Linked DNA regions of Mus musculus: regions 1, 2, 4 and 5 are each linked to region 3. Evidence: chromatin contacts called from public Hi-C and HiChIP or PLAC-seq data. All regions are on one chromosome and are shown on one strand. The core of a region is the stretch at or near the end of the contact, and the rest is flanking DNA. Distances in the headings are between cores, read along the strand shown. Region 1 has its middle 77 kb from the start of Gm29960. Region 2 has its middle 100 kb from the start of Gm29960. Region 3 holds the start of Gap43 (growth associated protein 43). Region 4 has its middle 110 kb from the start of Mir6540. Region 5 has its middle 130 kb from the start of Gm29960.

What was found. A called contact is a pair of places that touch in the nucleus more often than the background predicts. HiChIP or PLAC-seq counts read pairs in DNA pulled down with a chosen protein or histone mark.
Region 1: a Hi-C map of the N1E-115 cell line shows a contact between it and region 3, with 6 times the contacts expected there. The contact joins the enhancer-like site here to the promoter of Gap43 in region 3. A contact is called at or near these places in 1 of 39 promoter capture datasets (hematopoietic stem and progenitor cells), 2 of 484 Hi-C or Micro-C datasets (the N1E-115 cell line and cortical neurons), 5 of 115 datasets of contacts at active chromatin or transcription factors (embryonic forebrain, embryonic hindbrain, embryonic midbrain and 2 more) and 1 of 9 other capture datasets (liver).
Region 2: an H3K4me3 HiChIP or PLAC-seq map of forebrain shows a contact between it and region 3, with 4 times the contacts expected there. The contact joins the enhancer-like site here to the promoter of Gap43 in region 3. A contact is called at or near these places in 1 of 39 promoter capture datasets (cranial neural crest), 3 of 115 datasets of contacts at active chromatin or transcription factors (embryonic midbrain, forebrain and neural tube) and 1 of 9 other capture datasets (adipose tissue).
Region 4: a contact with region 3 is called in an H3K4me3 HiChIP or PLAC-seq map of forebrain, with 2.7 times the contacts expected there. The contact joins the enhancer-like site here to the promoter of Gap43 in region 3. A contact is called at or near these places in 9 of 484 Hi-C or Micro-C datasets (the N1E-115 cell line, cerebellar granule neurons, cerebral cortex and 5 more) and 1 of 115 datasets of contacts at active chromatin or transcription factors (forebrain).
Region 5: a Hi-C map of the N1E-115 cell line shows a contact between it and region 3, with 1.7 times the contacts expected there. The contact joins the enhancer-like site here to the promoter of Gap43 in region 3. A contact is called at or near these places in 1 of 484 Hi-C or Micro-C datasets (the N1E-115 cell line), 1 of 115 datasets of contacts at active chromatin or transcription factors (forebrain) and 1 of 9 other capture datasets (adipose tissue).

What each region holds. Positions count from the first base shown.
Region 1 is chr16:42,573,498-42,576,946 of GRCm38.p6, reverse strand. No RefSeq gene overlaps it. Among named protein-coding and RNA genes, the nearest start is that of Gm29960, 77 kb to the left of the region's middle. Within about 2 kb of position 1,281, at least 57 of the 459 cell types and tissues checked have an H3K27ac peak or open chromatin away from gene starts, as enhancers often do. A contact at or near this core is called in the N1E-115 cell line, cortical neurons, embryonic forebrain and 1 more, where this site is marked.
Region 2 is chr16:42,548,421-42,552,044 of GRCm38.p6, reverse strand. No RefSeq gene overlaps it. Among named protein-coding and RNA genes, the nearest start is that of Gm29960, 100 kb to the left of the region's middle. Within about 2 kb of position 1,489, at least 11 of the 459 cell types and tissues checked have an H3K27ac peak or open chromatin away from gene starts, as enhancers often do.
Region 3 is chr16:42,338,748-42,342,064 of GRCm38.p6, reverse strand. Gap43 (growth associated protein 43) reads left to right here and starts at 1,414. Exons shown (of 3, transcript NM_008083.2): 1 at 1,414-1,592. The coding sequence starts at 1,563.
Region 4 is chr16:42,188,573-42,192,145 of GRCm38.p6, reverse strand. No RefSeq gene overlaps it. Among named protein-coding and RNA genes, the nearest start is that of Mir6540, 110 kb to the left of the region's middle. Within about 2 kb of position 1,780, at least 265 of the 459 cell types and tissues checked have an H3K27ac peak or open chromatin away from gene starts, as enhancers often do. A contact at or near this core is called in the N1E-115 cell line, cerebellar granule neurons, cerebral cortex and 5 more, where this site is marked.
Region 5 is chr16:42,521,612-42,525,264 of GRCm38.p6, reverse strand. No RefSeq gene overlaps it. Among named protein-coding and RNA genes, the nearest start is that of Gm29960, 130 kb to the left of the region's middle. Within about 2 kb of position 1,349, at least 10 of the 459 cell types and tissues checked have an H3K27ac peak or open chromatin away from gene starts, as enhancers often do. A contact at or near this core is called in the N1E-115 cell line, where this site is marked.

The DNA.
Region 1 (3,449 bases), core at 32-2,531, 240 kb before region 3:
CAGTAGAACTTTCAGATTGCTCTTACAAGGGAAACCAATACTGTAGAACTAATTAATAAATATGAGTCCTAAGTTTATTTATTTAACTTTTCCTACTCATTAATGTGACAGATAAAGTGGGAAAAGACAGATATAATAGTACTATCATATATATATGATATATATGCATATATATACACACATATATATTTACATACATATATACATTTATACACACACACATACACATTTGCTATGGCAAGTCTTCTAAAGTCTGTGGAGGAATTTTGAAGAATATGAAAGGCTACTCAAATATTAGGCATACTTAAGTTCATTACATCTTCTTTGCAGCACTTACATAGATGTTGTGGCTAGTCAGGTATTGTATGCTGCCTCAGTCAAATGGCATTACCATAGTTTATGCTATGTGCTTCCACTGGCAGGTATACTTCTAGTGTACCTGACAAGATGAAGAGAAAGCTTTTAACACAAGCTGTTCTCACTCTGATCAGATATACCATTTGATCTAGTGTAAAAGGAAAAGTCTCTATGTCTTCAGCTTAATCAAATAATCAAGTGGCACCCTTCAATTCTTTATCAAACAATAAATCGAATGTAAATTTTCCCTAAATTGTTTCTTTCCTTAATAGTAGGCTTCTTGATAATTCTCTGCTACTTCTTTCTCACCTCCTTTCTGGTTTTCTCATTTCTAATGTTGGTATGTTCTCCTAAGGCGCCTGGCCTCTGCCATAGTTTAAAGCTCATCTGTGTTACAATATTCACCTTCAGGACCCACTGCTAAGTCCCTTCCACCATCCGAGGAATAAAGGATGCTTCAGATAAAGCACATTCCTAGAAACATCACAAAAATCAAAATAGCAAGGCTGATGACATTTTTTCTGATTACTCAGTTTTTTGCTGACTTGGATTTGATATCCTGTTTAATAAAAGCAACAATAGCAACAACAGTGAAAGGTGGAGGTGTTTGAAGAAAAAAAAATCGTCACAGTGCATAGGATTACCCCACCCTTCCTTCGCCATTCTGCTAATCAAATCGGTGATGCAATCGTCTGCTTTTCCCAGAAGGCCCCCCTCTCTCCATAGTGACAGAGAATACATTTGATGCTTCTTGCCGTGCCCTAGATCCCTGACCCCTCATCCCTTTAAACAGTCCCCGCTGCTAAAAAGAACCCCAATGACCCTGCGGCATTTAGCTTCAGCTGAGTCGCCCCCCCTCCCCCATGCCATTGAATTGCAAATCTGGGCATGCCTCAGTGAGAGCACTTCAATTCCTCATCTGCATCTTCACTCCCCTCCCCCTCAGGGACAGAAAAAACCCCAAGGAAATATAGCCAGCCACAGCTAGGCTGAGGCTCTGATCAGATTAACTCCTAGTTTAATAAGACATGTGGTGAGCCACCAGCTGCTCCATCCCATTGCACTTAGTGAAGGACCAACGGGTCTTGAAGGTCCTTATTTGCAAGAGTTGAGACAATGTGTGGGACTTAGGAACCTGTTTCTCCAGATTTCTCTGGCTCCCCAAGTCTGCGAGCTGAAGGACTCTTTGAAGGTTTCAGTGCATTAGGCTTAAAACCTAAGAAGAAACCTGAGAATTCTTATAGTGTAAAGCCCAGTCAACTCCGTTTTTTGAAGAAACTCCATTTTGTGTGAGACCAGAGGCTAAACTCCAATTCCAGGAAGAAAATCAGAGTTCTCCTGAGCAACCAACCTATGGCAACCCACACTCCTTAGCAACAGCTAGTCAGGCTGCAATAGCAGGGTCAAGGTGCATATAGATAACTTTAGACATCCTTCAGAGAATACATAATTTAGCCATTCTGCTTATCAGGTAGTTCTGTCCCCATGTTCAGGTGTACATAGTGCCCATACACACATACATGTAGGCAAGCACTCACACACATGAAATCAAATGAATGAATTTTTAAAACTATTATCTTGATTTATCTTTACACTTTTAATAACAGGAAAGGATGCCAGGAGTCTTAAGAGATAGAAGTCTGTTAGGACTAAGCGATTATAAAGGTTTTAAAATCCCTAACTTTGCCATGTCCTAGTGTTATGCTCAAGTTGTAGGTACCCCAAAGACTACCCAATGATGCCAGGGGAGGGCATCTGATCTGCAACGGGAGTTACAAAAGGTTGTGACCCACATACAGTTGCTAGGATCTGAACCTGGCTCTTTTGTAAGAAGAGTAAGTGCTCTTAATCCCTGAGGTATATCTCTAGCATCAAGACAAGCTAATTCTTTTTTTTTTTTTTTTTTTTTGGTTTTCGAGACAGGGTTTCTCTGTATAGCTCACTGTGGAACTCACTTTGTAGACCAGGCTGGCCTTGAACTCAGAAATCTACCTGCCTCTGCCTCCCGAGTGCAGGGATTAAAGTCCTGTGCCACCACACTAGGCCACAAGCTAATTCTTCTCTCTCTTTTTTTAAATTAGGTATTTTCCTCATTTACATTTCCAATGCTATCCCAAAAGTCCTCCACTCCCCTACCCACCCACTCCCACTTTTTGGCCCTGGCATTCCCCTGTACTGGGGCATATAAAGTTTGCAAGTCCAACGGGCCTCTCTTTCCACTGATGGCCGACTAGGCCATCTTTTGATACATATGCAGCTAGAGTCAAGAGCTCTGGGGTACTGGTTAGTTCATAATGTTGTTCCACCTATAGGTTTGCAGATCCCTTTAGCTCCTTGGGTATTTTCTCTAGCTCCTCCATTGGGGGCCCCGTGATCCATCCAATAGCTGACTGTGAGCATCCACTTACGTGTTTGCTAGGCCCCGGCGTAGTCTCACTAGAGACAGCTATATCAGGGTCCCATCAGCAAAATCTTGCTAGTGTATGCAATGGTGTCATCGTTTGGAGGCTGATTATGGGATGAATCCCTGGATATGGCAGTCTCTAGATGGTCCATCCTTTTGTCTCAGCTCCAAACTTTGTCTCTGTAACTCCTTCCATGCGTGTTTTGTTCCCAATTCTAAGAAGGGGCACAAGCTAATTCTTAAAGCTGCTCTGTTCTTAGACTTCCTTGGGATCCTCAGGACCTGGAAGACTAGATAGACAAGATACCACGAGAGCCAAAGTTACGATTAAAGTTTTAATTATTATGCCCACATGTGATTAAGCACATCCAGTATAGTTGGGTCAAACAAAGGTAATTTGTGGCCATTTTCTGGAGATCTAGAGATGTACCTTAACAGAGAGTCCATCCATCTGGTTAGTATTTAACTACATCTTGCTTCAGATTTGGCTTTAAATCATGGTGGTGGTGGTGGTGGTGGGTCTGATTCTGCACTGGTGGGATTAATTACACCTTGAGGAAAGCATGAAGAGAAGACCACAGTATTGCCTCTTCATAACTGTTTGAAGAGTGCTCACCAGACGAAGACACTCTGGTGAGTAAGGACAGTCAGTGACTGACAGCAGAGAACTCATCCACATGGGAAGATG
Region 2 (3,624 bases), core at 240-2,739, 210 kb before region 3:
TGTACCCAGCTGTGAACCCTAAGGGCTACAATAATGAACTGCCTGGCAAGAGGTAACCATAGCACAATAATGGCATGGATAGGTTATGGAAGTAACCAATAATTTTTGATTGGATTTAAGGTCCATTCCATGAGATGGAACACATACTCAACATTGTTAGTGAGGTCAAGAAACTGAGGCTAGATTGATCACAAATCAGGGAGAAAACCTACCGCTATTCTGATAGATGAACACAGCAATAAAATGATTCGTGATATTGTCATACCCACAGATGGACGCATCACTCAGCCCTCATCAGAGATGCTTCTTCTTGCTAGAGGTGGCTATTATCTCAGTAACCTACAACCAGTCAGTTGAAGAGAATAAGTCTCTGGAATGCTTGACCCTAAATGAAATGTTTACATCACAGCCCTCCCGGGATCTATACTAAAGAGGAAACAGAAGGAATGTCAGAAACAGAGGTGATGGGTGACGACAAGAACACTGATTTTTAGACACCACGGGAGCACATGCACATGTGAATTCATAGACACTGTGACAGCATGCACAAACCCCACACAAGCTCAAGCCATACAGAATCCCAGTATGGCGGAGGTTAGATGGATGTGAAGTCCAGCACATAGCTGAACATCTATTGGCTATTGATTGGTTCTGGTAAAGGGCAAGTTGGTTGTATTCAGTGGAGTGACACCTGGTATACTGACCACACTCCAGGGCAGAACAAATGCCTAGGAATAGTTAACCAACATAAGCTTGATTTTATGGTTTTTAAATCCAATTAAGTGATCAAAATATCCATTTGTTTTTTATTTGTTTTATGAAGACATAATATGTAGATGAGTGAGTGGATAGGGAGTTCTAGAGGTCTGGCAGTAGAGGTGCCAGATGAATAGGTGGAGGGATGAATAGGATCAAAGTACCTTGTATGAATCTCTGCATCTGTTTCCACCCATTGCTGGATGGAGCCTCTCTGATAATGATTATGCTAGGCTCCTGTTTATGAGCATGGCAGAATGTCATTAGGATCAGTTTCTCTCCCACTATGCTCTTTTTGTCAGGGATGTTTGGTTCTATTCTAGGTCTCTGGGCTATGCAGCCTTTGGTTCCCTGCCCTCCAGGCAATGCTGGGGATGGGCTTCCTCTAGTGGTATGGGTCACAAGCTGGAGCAATCTTTGGTTGGCCACTCCTACAATTTCTGTGCTGCTTTTACCCCAGCACATTTTGCAGTCAGGACAAATTGTGTAGGTCAAACGTTTTGTGTGGCTTGGTGTGCCAATGTCTCCACTGGAAGTCATACCTAGTTACAGGAGATGGTCTATTCATGCTCCTTATCCCCATTACTAGAATGCTTCAATTCCTGGGACTTCCATTGTCTCAGGTTTCTCCCTTACCCTGGAAATGCCCACAAATTCCAGTTGTCTTTTACAGTACTCTTTCCCTCCATCCTCCCTTTACATGGTATCTCTCCCCTCTCCCCCCAGCACAGATGCAGAGGCCCAAGGTCAAATATTAGGAGGAGCTGGGGAATCTTGCAAAAGAAGGGGAAGAAGGATTATAAGAGCCAGGTGGGTAAAGGATATTACATGCAAAAACACAGAATCAACTAACCTGGGCTCACAGGGCTTCAAAGAGACTGAATCAACAATCAGGGAGTCTGCATGAGTCTGACTTAGGCCCTCTGTGTATATGTTATGGCTGCGTACCTTGGTCTTCTTGTTGGACTCCGAACAGTGAGATTAAGGGCTGTCTCTGATGCTTTTGCCTGCCTTTGGGACCCTTTCCTCCTACTGTGTTGCCTCATCCAGTCTCAATACAAGTCTCGTTGAAACTTGACGTATCATGTTTGCTTGACATCTCTGGAAGCCTCCCCCCTTTTACTGAAGAGAAACAACTAGTGTATGTTTATGGGAAGAACTAAGAGAAAGGAAGGAGAGGATAAACAGCAGATGGGGTATAATATAGGAGAATAAATTAAAAAATTAAAAGAAAATAAAAAGTACATTGTATTGTATGAATATTTTAAATACTATAAAGAATGTAAAACCACTTTTCAAAAAGTATAGCTTCAGATCAACACGTCAGAATCTCCTGAGAATATGTTAGAAATGACAATTTTTAATGGTTCTTTTCTGTTCTTTCAAGTTAGAAAGTCTGGAGCAGGCTCAGGGATTTTTGTCTTAACAATGCCTTCAGGAGACTTGGCCTGAGAGCCCCAGCTTTAGGACATTTGCATAGCCAAGTGGTTTCAGCTGAAATGTAACTGGACACCTATGGGGAGTTACAGCCCTCTGCTCTGGAGTATTAGGGATTAAATGACCAATGGGTTTTTTGTCATCACTTGCAGCTCTAAAGGGGTTCTCAGAATGTTAAGTCCACAGTTCTTTAAATATAGGATAATCTTAGTAAACCAGAATGAATTGGCTATTATAAGATATTTCTACTGCTTGTATTTAAACACACACACACACACACACAGAGAAAGAGAGAAATTTAAAACAATTAATTTGTCATCTTATGCTTTTGCAAGTCATCCCCTAAACAGATGTCACTAAGATAAAATCAGTGTTAGCTGAGGGGAGTTGTGTTTCTTTCTAGGGACTTGCAGAGAATCTATTTCCTTGACTTCCACATGTCCAGAGCCTACTTTACTTCACCCTTAAAGCTAGTAACAGTACATCTCAGTGACCATTCTTCTGTGCTCACATCTCTCTCTCATCATAGCCAGAGAAGGTTCTTCAGTTGCTAGGATAGTAGATCCTGAACTTAGTTGATTTTCCAAAGTCTTTTTTGCCATTTAAGGAACCATATTCCCAGGACCTGGGACTTAAGACACAGACATCTTGGAGAGCATTTACTCTGCCTACCCCCATTAACATAAATGGAAGGCTGGGGTGGAGGACTTTTCAGTATGAAAAGCAGAAAAGTCTTGGACCAAAACCCAGGTCAAGGTGATCCCTTAATTGGAGAGCAGGGTACAGAGGAGAGTGACATTATTGTGATGGAGGTCACATCATGCAGTGTTGAGAGACCCTGGGCCAATCTCTGTATCTGTGCAGAAGTGCTGAGGCAGATCTGCATTCCTTGGTGAACAAGTCCTTGATTTTGTGTGACCTAGCTCTAGCTTTCTCATTCCCGTGCTGTGACAGGACCTTGAAGTTGGAGACCTTTTTCCTCATGGCGAGGATAACCATACTAATTTATTGCTAATCACTAACCACGAGTCATTCATTGTTGCTTATAAAATGCCACATTAACTACTGCTCTCATTGAGTTATCCAGTTCCGATAGGAGCAAAAACAAATCACGACATTAATTGTCTGAATCTGGCTCTGTGTTGTGAGATCAGCATGTGATCAGGGTCTCGCTGAGTCCTAAAGAGAGATGGTGAGACACAGTCACAGGAAGGCAGGCTATAGCACCAGCTCTTGCAGGGAAGCAATGTTCCATGAGTATTTTACTATGTATAGTATTTGTCCTTTGTAAACATCTAGCTGTCTTTAGTTCTGCCATCTATTTGGATGAGGTTCCCTTTATTATATTCCCTTTACCAAACTTCCTTTACTATAGAAAGCTGGAAATGTAAGCATAGCCTATTAATTACACAGTTGAATTCTTGTGATGCA
Region 3 (3,317 bases), core at 165-2,664:
AAAAGTTCATGTCTAGGAGGGATAAAGAACAACATGAGCTATTTAATTAGATACTTGTCATCAGTAATGAACAATAAGAAATCATCTGGAAAGTTCTTTGACGTAGTCACTTAGAAATGTTACCAACATTTCAGAAAAGTTGTCTGTAAAACTACCTATGTCAAGAGTGGCTCCAGAGTGTCCTGTGCACATTGCCTCCCGTCCTAAAATGTGTTGGCATGACTGACATTATTATAGCCACTTTATAGATGTAAAGGGCTCTCCAAGGCCACACAATACCAAATGTCTAAACTTTGCACAATACAGATTTACAAGTCATATCGCCCCCCTCCCCCCAGAATAGCAGAGGCACTAGAAGGAACTGAGGTGGACTTCATGGTATGCATCTTTCCTCAAGACAGAGTTTACCTGTGTCCATTGCTCTCAGAATGTAAGACATTAAATGTTAGTGTTACAGAAATCTGTCATTCACAGACACTAAGCTAATTAGAAAGAATCACAACTGTCAAAGAAGCTTGTGTGCATAAGCAAATAACCCACTATGTAGTTTTAGATATGGAGTCTAATTCCTAGACCATAGTTTATTCCACATTCAAGTGCTCAGAATGCTTGACTGCTGTGTGTGTGTGTGTGTGTGTGTGTAGCGTACTGACACATTTGTAGGTGATATATTTGTGCATAGCTAAGAGTATCATATGTGTGCAGTTAGGTTATATAAATAAAATCAGTTAGTGTTGAGAAAACTGAACCTCCATGATTATCAACTGCGCGTAAAATCTAATGGCAGCTGTAACTTATGTGCACCTCTAGGTCCTCTTTGCATTTTCCTTCTTGTGGTACTGGGAAAGAGGAGAGTTAGAAAAGAAACAGGAGCATTCCTCGGGCCCCACTTCCCTAAAACATGTTCCATCCAATCTCTCCAACTCTCTGGAATATCCTTTCTACCCCCACCCCATAGCCCTCCCAATGCAGTGCGGAAAGTCAGTGGGTAATTGGGTCCAGATTGGAGGTGTTTAAATATTCATGAGGCTGGCAGGGGACTGGGAGGGGGTGACTGTCTAGAAATGGGGGTAGGGGCTACGGGAAGTGATTAGTCACTGGAAGCTAGCAAACAATTCTGAGAAAGGGACCCAGGGAGAAGGAAGAAAAAGATTGGGTGGGGAGTGGAGGAAAGAGGAGAAGGAAGGAAGGAAAAGGAGAGAGGAAGGAAAGAGGAGGAAGGGACGAGAGGGAGAGAGAGGGGGAGAGAGGGAGAGAGAGAGAGAGAGAGAGAGAGAGAGAGAGAGAGAGAGAGAGAGAGAGAGAGAGAGAGAGAGAGAGAGAGAATGTGCGTGTGCGGTGAGCAATAGCTGTGGACCTTACAGTTGCTGCTAACTGCCCTGGTGTGTGTGAGGGAGAGAGAGAGAGAGAGGGAGAGGGAGGGAGAGGGAGGGAGGGAGGGAGAGCGCGCTAGCGCGAGAGAGCGAGTGAGCAAGCGAGCAGAAAAGAGGTGGAGAGGGGGGGAATAAGGAAGAGAGGAGGAAAGGAGAGAAGGCAGGAAGAAGGCAGGGGAAGATACCACCATGCTGTGCTGTATGAGAAGAACCAAACAGGTAGAGCTAAAGATTTCTTTTTTACTTCTTTGCTGTTGTGAAATTATCAGAGTACAGGGTTTCCTCGTGAAAGGCAGAAAAAAAAATTTTTTTTTTTAAAAAAAAACTGCTTCTGCCCTGGCATGATGCTCTGGCTTCCTTAGCATACGGTAACTGATGCTTGCATCCCGGCGTTATTCTTTTCTGCCTTTCATGATCTGGTTTTTGGAATGCTGCTACTAATTAGGGTAAGGGGAGAGAAATATGCCGGCTTGGCTAGAAATATGATTCCCCTCGCCTATTAGTAAGTGCTCAGCCGCTAGGTCTCTGGTTTTGAGGGTGTGGATGCAGAAAGGGGTGTGGGGACGATGTGGGCTCTATCTACGAGATCAAAAAAGCTAATCTTGATATTATTTGTGGAAAATTAGGTCTGGGGGAATTATAGTCACATTTCAACATTGCCTGTTCCGTGATTCAAATTTTCTCACATGTGCCGCGGAAGATACCTGATTTCGTGCTCGCGTGAGCTTCAAAGGGGCGCAGGTGTATGTGGGAAAACATGTGAAGGTTTTATTTATTTATTTAACGAATGAATGAAACTGATTTAGGAGATTTTTTATTTTTTAAAGAGAGCCTAAAGACAACAAGGGTTGGGGGAGAACTGCCTATGCCGAGGGGGAAAACCCCCTTCCTGAGATCAGGAACGGATTGTGTGCCAGCTGGTCCGGGAAGAGGATGGACCACGCCCCTAGGAGCTTTGAGCTGAGATGGGATGGGAAAGGGGAGCCGAGCCCGTATTACCTGTTGGAAACCGGGGCTTTTCTCTTTCCCCTCTTCCTGTGAGTCTTTGCTGGCATTAGCAGTGACCTGAGGTGTGTTAATATCCTGGAGGAGGGTGACTCGTGGTCCTCAGGATGAGGGACTGTCCAAGAGGAGCTAGAATCCCAATCCCCCACCTCCCCTCCCCCACCGCCTAGATTATTTTTTTCCATTTTATTTCAAATTGCTCACTTATTTCGTGAAAGACGTTTTAGAAACTTAATTGAGGTGAGGGTGCTTGGGATCCTGCAGTCATCCACAGCACAGGAACGCTCTCCAAATGTAGCCTTCAAACACCCCTAGGAGCATGTTTGAGTGATTTTTAGAGAAGGTTAAGAAAGAAAAAAATGGGTGTGGGGTTGGAATGAGTGTGTGTGCCTGTGTGTGAGTGTGCCCATGGCGGGGTGGGGTGGGATGGCAGTCGTGGTTGTAGACCCCCTCTGCAAACTGATTGCTGTAAGGGCGGGGTGCAAGACAGGGGTATTTGGCATTATTCTTGTGCAGGTATTGGAAATTGGACAATTTGTTAGACACTTTCTGAATCCAAAGGGGATGGGGGAGGGTACAGAGGAAACAGCCCTTCAGCCTGGCCACATGCAGCCAGCGCCCTGGAAGGAGGGGTGGGGGGTGGGGAAGAGGAAGGACTAGAAAAAGAGGTAAAAGCCAAATGCCAAAGTAGTTAGAGGAGAAGCAAGCCTACAATAAACAAACAAGCAAATAAATAAATGCAGATCCTTGGCTGTGAAGGGGTGAATGGAGAAAAGTCTGGCAAGGCGGGGCAGGGGGGGTGTTGCTGCCTGTATTTCTCTAACTGCTCTTGGTTCCAGAAACTGATACTTCCATTGGAACATTTGTAAACATTTATTCCCATGTCTTCCTTCATTTTGATATATGAATGTAACAGATACAGGTGCCAGGGGGTTAAGC
Region 4 (3,573 bases), core at 531-3,030, 150 kb after region 3:
GTAAGGAAAATAAAATGAAAGTTTGTTTCTCACAAACGTAGTCATGTTTCAGGATCTTTTTCTTCTTCTATAAAATCATACATGAATCTCTGGGACCAGAGGGCATTCCCAAAGGGGTAACTTCAGTAGATGGCTCCTATTTTTCTCCTTGATCAAGTGGGTGAGTCTTACTGCTTCGTTGTCACACTCCTTCATGGGACCATCACCATAGCTCCCATACCTCTGGTCTCAAGTAACTCGGCGCTCCATTTCCTGAAATTTAATAACATCTCCCACCCAGGTGTGCGGAATATGTGTGTTGCCTCTTGGCCACAGCCTTTATTCAGCCTTTCTTCCCATCCTAAATCCTTATTCCTCAGTAGTCCCCTCCACACCAGCCTCTGTCAACCTTCCTTTTCTCTGATACATCCTCCCTGTGTCGGGTGGCTTCATAGAAACACAGTGATCTCTAGCTCCAACGTGTGACAGGATTGATCAGGTGAAAAGCAGTCCCGTAGAGGGGCTGTGCAAACGGCATAACAGTCCTGCAACGGCTAGGAAGCCATTTCTTCCACGCTACAGGAGCACCAGTCCCTCGGGTGGGTCCCACTTCTGACCATCCTTGAGAAGCAGTGTCTGGAGATATTTCCTCTGGGAAAAGCTGTAACGGCAGACTGCTACACCAAGATCCTCATTCTTAAAGCACTATTAGCACAGGAGGAATCCTGTCTAAAAGCAGTCGGTCGAATAATTCTAATCCTTTAAAAGCTAATAAATAAATAATTAAATAAATGAAGAGCCGTCTGCTCCGAGAGAGAGAGAGAGAGAGAGAGAGAGAGAGAGAGAGAGAATGAGAATCAGGCCTAGTTACCTTCTTTGAATGGAAAAGGCACCTGTGTATTCTCACAACTTAAAGGCAAGGAAAATGCGGGCAGTTAATTTCTTAACTAACCTTACCTCATCATATAAAAGTTGAACACCGTTATTTTACTACCCGTCTTGTAAAAGCAGTGCGCACCTGGCTCAGAGCCGCCAACAAATGGCTATTACTCTGCCATCATTGTGGTCTTTCTCTCCATCCTATCCTGCTTTGGAAATTTATTGGAGGGATCAGAATCTCTGTGGGGCTCCAGACTCTCAAAGTGTGCTTGCTTAAGGCGTGGTGGTATGTGATACATGGTGTGGGGTGGGGTGTGTGTGTGTGTGTGTGTGTGTGTGTGTGTGGACTTGTGTGTCCAGCCACAGAGAATCCTCAGGTTGACAGAAGCGTTACCGCCATCTGCTGCTGAATTGAGCCTACTGCGATTTGCAGGAAACTGAACCCGCAGGGGAAGAATGTTAATCAATCCTTCCCCTACACGGAGCCTGTGGGCTACTTCTAATCTCGCCTGTCACCCAAAAGGCCAAGCAAGCTGCTGTTTGGATTCACAGTGACCTGGCTAACAAAGATGAAGGCTCCAGCTACTCCAGCTACCTGGGAAGGGGACTGAGGAGCTCAGGAATGTGACCCCCTTGCATCGCAGGCGGGGAAGAGCTGGGGCAGGGAAGCAAAGGGGACCTCGGTAGGCTGCTGGGCTCCTAGGGGCTCCCCCAGCTATGCTTCTTGATGCTCTGATCGTAACGGCACCACTGGCTCCTTTGTTTCGGGAAAAGATCTATCTGTATTGGCCTGAGGCAGACTTTACCCCTCCCGCTTGCATCAGGAATCCTTTGCTTCTTCGCCGCGCCCATCCGTGGACATCCAGGGAGCAGGCGGAAACCTTACGCGGCTGTCAGCAGCGGTGATGGGTGACGCCAAGAGAGCAGCCGCTGGCGCCCGCCCTCCAAGCACTTCCTGCCGCGCTGGATGGCGGTGCGGGCTCGCTGGCGCGCACCTCTGCCCCCTCGTGGCACGTGCAAGCATCGCGGCTTCGCAGACGCCACAGCCCACCCGCACCCGAGGCGGGGCGGGGACACTGGAGTGCTTTTCATAGGGACTTTTTTTTTTTTTTTTCCTTTCGTTTCCATTCAACTCCTGGCATCACAAAAAGGGTTTCCAGGTTCACTCAGTTACTTATTAATGGCAGAAGTGAGGGTGGGTGAGGGGGATAGAGCGAAGAAAGGAAAGAGACTAAAAACATGTTTGCGGCGAGGAAAGAGAGGATTAGGAAAAAATTGAACGATGTTAAGAAGGGAGAGAGGCAAGGTGACAGTGACGAGAGACTGGAGTGACAGCAGAGGTTGTGGGAAGAATACAAGGAGCAACAGTTTGGGGGGCGGGGGGAGGCTGCTTCCGCTCAAGAAAAGGAGGGCGTGACATCCGGGAGAGGTAAAAGCTCATTTTGATGAAGTGAACCCTGTGAACATTTCAATATGCCTCTCTCCTAGTTTACATCCCATTTTGGTTGACAGCTGCTGAAAATGAGTTTCCATCTTTCTGTCTTGTTTTAATATTCTCTTGTATCCCACATCTCTGAGATCATTAGAGGCAGAAAACAATTATGTCATCCATCCCTGTGCCTGATAGAATCCTCAGGCACATGCTGGCTTATTAACTCCAGTCTTTCCCTGCCACCATCAGCCGCATCTTTTTGTTCTTCTTCTGATTCATGCACAGTCACACGCAATCTCTCCCCCTCACGGCTGATCTCTATGGACTCACGGACCCTTAGGGAAATACAAGTGTAGCTGCAAAGAATCCAATTGCATGTGACAAATACTTTTCCAGGGCTTCTGCCACCTATTCGTCAACAACAACAACAACAACAAAAAGTAAAGCTAACCTGTAAAAGCCACAGGGAGTCACAAACAGTGCTTCTTTGGAGTCACATCTGTAGCCCTTGACTCCTCCCTTTTGTCTTCTTCGACACAACAAAAGGAAAGAGATTTTGCTGGTTCTGTGTTGGCCTGATCTCCATGCAAGCTGTAAAAAAGGTTGAAAGGAATTTTCTAGACACCAGCCTTAGTCACTACTATTTTGCCAACACTGTTGAATTTGATTCCAAAATTGGAGAGGGAGGTCACATTTCAAAAGCCTGGACAGGATGATAAAAACTGTTTTGGCAGAAGATTAATCGTTGCAGATGGGTGTGGGCAGTGGTGCCCAAACTCATTTACCATAACAAATGGTTTCATGAAAATGTTTTGGTCAATACAGCTTATTTTACCACATTGTGGGCTGGTTGTAGGGGTGGAATGGGCATCTCCTGATTCAGTGTTATCAAGATTCTTTCAGAGGCTCCTCTCAGGAAGGGAGCCTCCTTCTGGACAGTGCCAAGGATACCTGAAGATAGAAATTCAGCTTGGACACAAGCCATTTTCCATTACAGCCAATGGACTGTGTTGCAGAAAAGCACCTTAAATGGGGGAAAATACTTTGGGAATCTGAAACCAACCAACCAACCAACCCCCCCGAAAAAGAACCCCAAAAGTCAAAAATAAAATAAAATAATGAAGGCTGAAAGCCACTGAAGTGTCTATAGTCTCGGTTTCTCTTAGTGTCTCTGTCCTTTGCGGGCTGGTGGCCACTTTTATGCTGTGTCTGCACCTGGACTTTCTGTTGAGCAGGGTGCTGGTTCATTCTTGTTGTTTCTTTGTTTCTTCCTCTTGTCTAAG
Region 5 (3,653 bases), core at 100-2,599, 180 kb before region 3:
GCCCTTTGTTACAATATAGTCCCAAAGAATATAAGTGCTTTTTAAGATTATTTCTCTTCCTTTTTGTGTATTGGGAATGAAACCTGGGCCTTGGGGAAGATAAGCAGTGCTCTATCTCTGCAGGACCCCTTCAACCTCTATTGTTTTTTCTTCTAGAGAACATCATTGTGATGACACTGGTTAATTAAGCTGGATAAGAAAGAAATGAGAAGCACTTTGGAGACCACAGTAAAATACATGTACTTCAAAGAATGAAAGATAAATGCCATGATTGTTCAGGAGTATAACATGTACTTTTAAGAAAGATAGTTATTTTCAACATGTTCAGATATTCATTTTTTTAAATAAGAGAATATTGCATTTCACATTTTCTACTTTTGAGGCCTCTGTGGTTTCTGAAAATAGCATATTTCATACTTGGCACAGGCCATAACCCATGCCCCAACCAACAGAGAAGATGACTAACTTTAATTAAAACTCTGAATAAGAAAAGGTTCTGTAGTTTGTCTGAAACATATGGTCTTGAAGAACTAATTCTATGTATGTATGATGTGAAAAGCTGTCTGAAGGTTTTGGAAAACCCCAGTAGGCAAATTACAGCACGAACTCCTAAGATTCTCAAGGTAAGACAATCTCTTCTACAGGAAAGAGCTGGAGTCCAACCTATTATTGGAAAATTATTCTGGCTATGTTACTGGGACTTGACAGAGAAAAATATCACTATCAATTGACCATGCATTTAAAAATTGTTCATGTGAGCCATCTGATACATTTAGTTATAAGGTTGTGCCAAACCAATAGCCACTCATTGTGAAATGGAAGGGCTATCAGTAGGCTTGCAAACAAGCAGAACAAGAAAACACATATAGGTGGCAGTTGCCACAGACTTCCATGATAGTTACTGTGTTACCTTCTTTCCCTCAGCCCACTCTTGGGGCCACATAAAGAACCTTCTCATCAATTGACAAAAGAGGAGGAAAAAGACTCTTTCATACATAGGTTGTCTGTGTATTTAGCTGTTAGCAGAGAAAGCACTTCTATAACTCTCTAGTCCCATATACTCCCAAGAACAATATCAGGAGGCCACAGGTGTCTCTCCTTTTTGAAAAATAAAAAGGAATCATTGGAGGTAAGAAAAAAAAGGAAATACAGGAAGTTCCCTACCGTTCAAATGGAGTTTAAATGCCTTAGGAGTTCATGATAATGCCCATTGGAGATAGTTCATCAAGGAAGAGACAGTAAGTAGCTAAGTAGACAAAATGACTCATCCATTTGATGTCACCCAGCCTCTATCATCGGTCACCACAGCATTGGCATAATGGATCCATTGTATAAATCCTTCCCAAGGATGACTCAATGGCATTGGCTCTCACTAACCAGCTGTTAATGCCACCTACACTGAGATGGGTCCAGGCCATCTCCCAGCCCTTGTCATTGTCCCACATATCAGTCCCCTAGACTCTACCTGATGAGAGACTCACAGACCTTTGCATCTGCTAACAGTGCAAATAATTACCGAGTCTCAGATGCTGTTTCATCTCTCAAGGACACTAAACAGCCAGAGAGGGGTAAGCTGATTATTTTGGAACTTATTTATCCCGGAAATGGCAGTGATTCATCCTGACCAGGAAAACACATATTCTGGTGTCAATTTCCTTTTCCTCACTGCTGGGTCTCATCCATCAGCACCATCAGAAGGTTTTGCAGAACATCTAGTTATGCCACACTCTTGAAACAGTTCAACGTGTGTGCAATACAGTATCAGTATATTTTTCTGACAGTGATTAGTATCCTAGTGACTTCAGTGAATACTGACTACATAGATATGCCCCCAGGAATCATTCTAAAGGAAGATTAGAAACCAAGATGGAAACTTTGGAACATAAATACAGAAGCATGGGAAGCAAAAGGGAAGGCATTGCAAAGCCATTGCTTTTTATTCTTTTCATTATTGAAGTGATTCTTCCACATTGCCAACTTGTCAATCATTTTTTAAAAATCTCACCATGCATCTTCTTATTAAATTTCTTGTGAGCTATCTTATCTTCATAAGCATGAAACAATTTATTTTGAACTATCTTATTCTTGTCTAAAACAAGTAGAAATGGACCATAGAACTTAGTTTTAACTTTAGTAGGTGACTGATCACTTGTTTCTCTTTGGGATCTTACAGGAGAAGTACTCACATCAGCACTGCATTAGTCAAGGTTCAGCCAGAGAATTAGAGCAGTAGTACGCCATACGAACACATTTAGCTCAATAGCTTTAGACTATTGGCTTGTAAGGGCCTGTGACACAAATCTGAGATTACTAAGGCTGGGTATATATCAAGAACAAGCTTGGAATTCTCAGATATGGGCTTTCCATCATGGTTGACAAACTGTTTGAGATATAAAGCTTAAAGAATGGTATGTCTTGTCTTAGGTTTCAGAGGTTTCAATGCATGTAAACCCTACTGCTTTGGACCTGTGGTAAGGCAACTATTAGGGAAAGAGTATGTGGAAAAACAGAGATACTCACCTCATGGTGGCCAGAAAGCAGAGAAACAGAGGGGCTAATGTCTCAACATCCACTTCAAGGCCCAAATCTCACTCAGCAGTCTCCACCTGTAGAGTTCCATCATTATCAAATAGTGCCATGGCTGATGTTAAAGTGTAGCACATGGGCCACTTGGGACCCGTTTTGTTTACTAGGAGAACATCTCCATCAGGGACGCTTTATCTCAATACTTAAGGTCTAGCTTGTAATCCTTCATCTACCCCAATCATGCAGAAAATATGAATTATAATATTTCTGTAGCCTACTTACCATATGCTTCAATCAAATAATCGGGGTTCTACTAGGGTTAAACTGGATAATTAGAGACTATGGCCAGGTGGATTTGATACATTAAAAGATCAACAAAAGCCCAGTGGAAGAAGTCCACTATACAAATACAGAATGGGCTTCTTATTAACAGCCATAGTGAGTAATTTTATTTCTCTAAGTTTCAGTTTCCTCTGGGAAAAGTAAGCAAATTTAATTGGCCAGTTTTCTAATTTGATGGGTGCTTATTTGTCCTAGTGCCAGTCACACATCATCCTAGCCACTGGCATTCATTTCATCAGTAAATATTGTCACTTTATCTTTAAACTATATTGTGAATACTACTATTGCTTAGTTTTATTATCCTGCTGCACAGACATATCTTGACTCATGCTAGTCCTAGCTATAGTGTGTCTCCTTCAGTGTCCAGTGGAAGCTAATCTTCATGTTTTAACTATTGCTGTCATTCTACAACTTGAGACAGATCATTTTTTTCATCTGATTAAGGCTCTCTCACTCTTAAAGGTAAAATACAAGTTCTTTTTCTTAATGAATTGTGCGTTCGTGTATGACCTGAGCTATGTCCATCACTCTTGTTGATCTTTGATCTCTTTTGGCTTCATTGGCTTCCTCCTGTTTGTCCAGGACTACTACTAAACCATCACTGAAACATACTCCCTACACAGAGCTTTTACATAAGTAATTTTGTCTGTCAGATATATAAGAAGAAATTACTTTAGAGCTGGTGAGATGGCTCTTCTTGTAAAGATGCTTGCTGCCAAGACTGATTCCTGGGACCTACACTGTGGGAGGAGTGGACTCCTTTCAAGTCGATTTGCTTCATGATG